2 separate regions of the Mus musculus genome follow, and region 2 is linked to region 1. A link is a contact called in public Hi-C data. All regions are on one chromosome and are shown on one strand. Each heading gives the region's core, a stretch centred on a gene start, on an enhancer-like site or on the middle of the called end of the contact. The rest is flanking DNA. Distances are from core to core; before and after follow the strand shown.

Region 1 (3,039 bases), core at 402-2,901:
CAAAGAAAAGTGGAAGAAAGTGCCCGAAGAAGGTTTTTTTTAACTAAGTAGGATTTTAAAAACCATTCAGTCTGCCTTCTCATGTCAAAAACTAAGACACAACCCACTGAAGGACCTCAGGGCTTTGGTAAAGTCATGTTGCCAGTTGGCAGCAGAGACAAGACTAGAACTCAGGACACCTGGCTCTCAATTATGCATCTTCTAAGGAGATAGACCAAAGAAAACAGTAGAACCATCTTCAAGTTCATGATACAGTCACAGTAGTAAAAGAACCAACTACAAGAACCATAGGATGGTAGAGGGTTTAAAGCCAAATGCTTTATGTTCATAAGAAAGCTCTGGCTCCAAGTCACCATCCCTACCACCCCTTACCGAAGGCTGAAGCCACAGTCTGCTCAGTGTGCTCCAAACGCTGTTAATTTTCTTGGGCTATTCCCATTATTATTTGTTCCGCCTAGAGTTCACTGGCCAGCTCCAGCACCCTATTTATGGCTTATCAATCCTCTAAGACAAACAACTCAAATGTCATCCCTACAGTCTCCCCTGAGTCCACCAACCCACTCGCACCACTGCACCCAGAAATGACCACTCCCTGCTACTCTGATTTCCCAAGATGCTTTGCACTTTTCTCTGTCTACTTTGCATTGTGTTCTGACGTAGAATGCAAGTTCTTCAAAGGCAGGGGCCACCTTTCATGGTTTGTGTGCTTTTCCTCAATAATGCTTAGTATGCAGTCATTATTCAACCAGCCAACCAGAGCTCAGAGTCACATGTTAAAGAATGTCACCTGTTGCAGCCCAAACATCACATTCACTGATGCCCAAAGACGTCACCAACCATGCTTACCCCCAGAAAAAGCTCAAATACCTCCCAACATTCTGCTTTTCTACGCACCACATGACATAATCCCATTTGGGTTTGTCTAACTCATGTAGCTTCATGTACTAATTAAGCTGTAAGACACAACAGGGCATGAATTTATTGTGCAATAATTCACACGCGGGATGTTTGCGCAGTGCTTGGGCGTGAGTTATGACACATTAATTCACGGCCTAGAGGGCCTCATTGCAATTACAGAACCATTTTTTAAATATCATCTGGATTTTAAAGTACAAATATTGGTTCCCCCCACTCCAAGTCTTGGGACCCTTTGCTTCCAAATGCAGCTGACTCCCTTTCTTCTCGTTCTCTGCTCTCCTTACCTATTCAGCTGTACTGATGGCAAAGAGTGGTCAATGCAACCTTCCACTGGACTCACAGAGGAGGACCACAGGGGTCCTGTGAAGAGGGAGGAAGAGGAAGATGGGCAGAGACATTCTAACAACCTGCAAGACAAGAGAGCCAGCCCATGGGTCAGGAGACACTGGAGAAGCAGATGCAACAGCCAGCCAGCTAAGGACTATTACTCAGAACAAAGGGGAGCCAGAAAAGACTTTTATGAATCCTGACATTCAATAAACCTCACCGCACAGAACCAAGCAAAATTCACTGTGGTTTTTATGCCCACTATTAGGAGAGGATGATGGGAAAGAAAGAAAGAAATGTCATCTGGCTCAGAAACTCACAACAAAAAAACCAGTTCCTTGCTCTTCTCTCTGCCTGTGGCTCTGAGGGAGAGAGGTGAGCTCATCTCTGTGGCCAACTCTCCTGCTGGCCCCATGGCGCTCTGTACACACCCTACACCACCTGTGATGTCACTCACCAACCGCCTGCAGAATCTGCCCTGCTTGCTCTCTGAGCTTGTATTAAAACACTCACTTATAACTCCCTATTAATTTTTCACGAGGAGTTATTTTTAACTCGCTCAAACCATTGTCTGAATATGCCAAATATATTTTCTTAATGAACGATCTCGGCGTGTGGTTCCTCCTTCTCTGACTCCCCCGCTGCTATTCAAATGGTCCCCTCCTCACAGGGAGCACAGTTTGGATGAGCAACTCACAGCAATGTCCCGGAAATGAGTAGCAGAGAACAGAGAAGAAAAAAAAAATGTCACATATTCCTCTTTCTCACTCAGGCTTTGGATGTGAGAGGATTTCGTGAAACATGGGTTTTTGAAAATAGAAAGATCAAGTCAAAATTGAAATATTTTGGAGACTGGAGCTGTAGCTCAATTTGTAGTGTGTGCTTAGCCTGTGCAAAGCTCTGAGCATTTTCTCTAGGAAGAAAACAAAAACCAGGAGAAGGAGGGAGGGAGGGGAGGGGAGGAGGGAGGGAGGGGAGGGGGGAGGGGAGGGGAGGAATGAGGGAAGTAGGACTTCTCTATATATTATCCAAAGGAACCCAATGGGGTTATTGGAACAGGCCTTCTAGACTCCTTTACTGGCTATTCAATAATCCTATTTTTATTATTATCATTATTATTATTATTATTTCACAACCAAAGAAGATAAAGAGCATCGTCAAGCATGGTGGCACTCACCCAATGTCCCAGCACTTGAGTGGCTGAGGCCACAGGATCACAAGTTCAAGGCTGGAACCTGGGCTACATACCAAGTTTGAAGTCAACCTCAGATGTATAATGAGGCCATGTCTCAAATAAAAAGAGGAGGAAGAACAGGAAGAGAACGGAAAGGCAGGAGGGAAAATACTAAAATAAAAGACTAGGGGCCAGAGAGATGGTTAAGAGCAGTTGCTGTTCTTTCAGAGAACCAGAGTTTGATTCCCAGCACCCACACATAGGGTGATTCACAACTGCCTGTAACTCCATCTCCAGGAAATCCAATGTCCTCTTGTAGCTTCTGTGGGTGGCCGCATATAAATACATATGCATGAAAATAAAGTAAAATAAAATGTAATAAAGAAGGAAACATTAAAGCAAGGAGTCTTTTTAAAGGGTTTTTGAAGTGTGGCCTTGCCATGTAGCCCTAGCTGGCCTGAAGCTTACTACGTAGGCCAGGCTAACCTTATACTCAGAGATCTGCCTGCTGCTGCCTCTCAAATGCCGGGATTAGAGATGTGTTCCACCACACCTAGCCACAAAGTCTATTTTTACCTCACCAAGTCCTTCCCAATCCATAAACCTGAATGGTTTCTCTG
Region 2 (2,896 bases), core at 6-2,505, 400 kb before region 1:
TGAATGTCTATGACTCCTTTGCAGATTCTAGAGGACCTTGGGAACATGGAGAGGAGCCCCCTTCTAGCCCTGGTTCCCGGACATTCCGTGGCTGAGAGTGAAGTTCTTCACACTGCCAGCAGAGGGCAACACGCACGCGAGGGCGGGCGAAGGATTCAGAGGGGCGCTGGAGGTCCACCTCAGGGAACTAACTAGCTTTGGGGCAGAGTTTGTAGGCCTGCTGGACATGGAGGGAATCTCCTGTTCTCTGCTTTATTTACAGGCTCTATAAAGCTAATCATATCAACTATAATTTGAAGCAGGAAGTTTGTACCTGACATGTCACATTCCCAAAAGAACCGTGAGGAGCTATGATTTCCATTCTCTAAAGAACGAACTAAAACTGAGGAAGGTTAAATCACGAGCCCAAGGTCACACAGCGGGAGCAAACAGGGGCACATAGGTGGTGCTAGGTGGCCCTGCCTGGGGGGTCTTGCCCCTCCAGCTCAGTGTGCAGCCTGCAGGCCCCAAGCCCAGCCCCTTCCTTCCGGCGCCCAGCAGGGTTCAAAGGAGGGCTGGGCGGGGAGCAATCCCCCCCAACCCCCAGCCTCCTGTCCAGGCCAGATGCCTTTGGGGCCTGGAGACAACGGCTGGAGAATGGGGCAGCCATAAACAGCGTCCTGGCTGCGGGAAGCTGTAAAACTAGCGGACTGAGGCTGGAATGCACAGGGATCCGGGAAGGATTTTCCGCAGGGTCTGGCTGATAGCATCTTTGGGGCCCTGGGGTCAAAGGGGAACCCGCCTCCCTTTCCTCCCCCAGCCCGTGGTCCTGCAGCCCAGTACTGTCTGTAGATGTTCATCACGTGTCTGTCTCCCAGCCTCTTTGCTTGTTCCCAGGCATAAGGTCCCTGTTTGAGCTTGCTGGCTGTGTGGCTTTGCTTTGGTCCCCTTCCTTGTGAAATGAGAACTACTGCAACCACATTTATCAGATCTTAAAGCACGCAGGACATGGCCTCGCTCAATTGTTTATTCATTTCTAAATACCACTGCGTTCGAAATTCCTTTTCTGTAGAGGGATCAGGGCCAGTGGAGAATCCGTCTCATTCTTATCACAGCCTTTCCTGGGATCCCGGAGGGCGGGGCGGGGGAGGGGAGCAATTGGATGGGACGAGCCTAAGGACCAGGTGAAGCTGGACAGCCTACCTGCCAACAGGCCGGGCTCTCAAACCTAGCTCCTGCAGGAGAGGCTGCCACGCCACACTTGACCAGCAGGGGGAAGCAGATGCCCGGCCTGTAGCACCCAGAAGTGGTGTGCCAGCTCGGCTCCGCATTGGGTGGTTAGAGCTGAGGAAAGCAAAGGGAGACCAAGGCGTGCGAACCGCAAGGTCAATGCCCTTACCTCTGAACCTCTGTGTACGAGAGTGAGGTAGTTTCCAGGTGAAATGCACAGAGGTCACGTGTCTTAGAATGCACCCAAACGCCAAGTCATCATTTTATTATGGTCAGAGGGGACTCAGATTGTCTGATGGTCCAGTGCCTTAATCTTGAGATGAGATAGCTGAAGCTGGGGGAGGTCAAACGGCTAATCCAGGCTTGCAGCAGTTTGTGTATACATCCCTGCTGCCGTTACTAGTGAGGTCGGTGCATCTGTCGGTATGAAGCAGCCTGAGAATCTACCCCAGGGTGCCTGCTGAAGGTCCTGCTGTCCTCTCACTGGTAACTCTCCTGCCTCTGCCTTGACCTCTCTCTTATGGTTCAGGTGAACCGACTACATGAAGGCTAAGCACTTTCTTCCCTTGACTCCAGTGTTGGGAGCAGGGCAGGACCTCTGGTAATAAAAATGTAAACCTTGCTAGGTGTCGTGTTTCACACCTTTAATCTCAGCAGCAAGGGGACAGAGATAGGTGGATTCTTGTGAGTTCAGGGCCAGCCTGGTCTACATAGTGAGTTCCAGGATTACATAGTGAGACACACTGTTTTGGAAAAGAAAGAAAGACAAATCTCTCTCTCTCTCTCTCTCTCTCTCATTCTCTCTTCATCATCATCATCATCATCCAGATTGGACAAAATCCACCATGTATCTGAAGATGACCTTGAATTTCTGGTCCTCTGCTTCCATGTCTCTTGCTTCCACATCCCAAGTGGACCCACGTGTACCATTATGCCTCACGTGTACCATTATGCCTGTGATAGAATTTAGGGTAGAACCCAGGAATTCGTACGTGTACTATTCAAGCACTGTGCTGAGCTCTGTCTTCAAGCTAAGAGCCACTATTATTCCTTTCATTATTATAGCTGACACTTGTACCAAGATGATTGCCACACATATCACACCATTTAATTATTCGATCCCTCAAGAGCCCCACAGGGAGGGCATTTTGACCACTTGCCCTCCACACACAAGACATCGAGGCTCAGGAGGGTCAAGGGTCTGCCCTGAAATCACACAGCCAGCCAGCAACCCTAGCTGCCCTAGCTGAGTACCAAGTTCCAACCACACAATGGTGCCAGCCACTTGACAACCTACCCAGGTAGACTCTAGAATGCTCATCAAATGTCAATCACTTCTCATTCGCTATTGCCCTGAATCTCTAGCCAATTCCTGTGAATACGTTGCAGCGGAGGGAATGGAAGCTTCAATCAATAAGCAGAAGGGATAGGGGCAGGAACAGGGATAGGGCCAAGCCTCTCAGCCCGGCTGTCTGGCTCCAACTTGCTCCAAAGTCTGCCTTTACCAAAGTCACAAGCACAGTGATGTAGATTCAGAAACAAAACCTGGATTCCTAGAGGACCCAGGTTCGATTCTCAGCACCATGTGGCTACTCACAATCATCAGTAATTCCAGTTACAGGGGATCTGATGCCTTTTTCTGGTCCCCATAAGGTATGCAGATAGTGTGCAGAGTTACAGGCAGGCA

Evidence for each region. A called contact is a pair of places that touch in the nucleus more often than the background predicts.
Region 2: a Hi-C map of muscle stem cells shows a contact between it and region 1, with 8 times the contacts expected there. The contact joins two enhancer-like sites. A contact is called at or near these places in 2 of 39 promoter capture datasets (the 3T3-L1 cell line and embryonic stem cells), 7 of 15 datasets of contacts at CTCF or cohesin (the G1E-ER4 cell line, embryonic stem cells, hippocampal excitatory neurons and 3 more), 99 of 484 Hi-C or Micro-C datasets (the 3T3-L1 cell line, the AML12 cell line, the AtT-20 cell line and 57 more), 18 of 115 datasets of contacts at active chromatin or transcription factors (bone marrow-derived dendritic cells, craniofacial prominence, differentiating embryonic stem cells and 12 more) and 4 of 9 other capture datasets (adipose tissue, embryonic tail, liver and 1 more).

What each region holds. Positions count from the first base shown.
Region 1 is chr15:102,775,268-102,778,306 of GRCm38.p6, reverse strand. All of the region lies in intron 4 of Gm36560 (a long non-coding RNA gene), which reads right to left. Among named protein-coding and RNA genes, the nearest start is that of Gm36560, 23 kb to the right of the region's middle. Within about 2 kb of position 1,651, at least 13 of the 459 cell types and tissues checked have an H3K27ac peak or open chromatin away from gene starts, as enhancers often do. A contact at or near this core is called in muscle stem cells, where this site is marked.
Region 2 is chr15:103,175,595-103,178,490 of GRCm38.p6, reverse strand. No RefSeq gene overlaps it. Among named protein-coding and RNA genes, the nearest start is that of Smug1, 14 kb to the right of the region's middle. Within about 2 kb of position 1,255, at least 28 of the 459 cell types and tissues checked have an H3K27ac peak or open chromatin away from gene starts, as enhancers often do. A contact at or near this core is called in muscle stem cells, where this site is marked.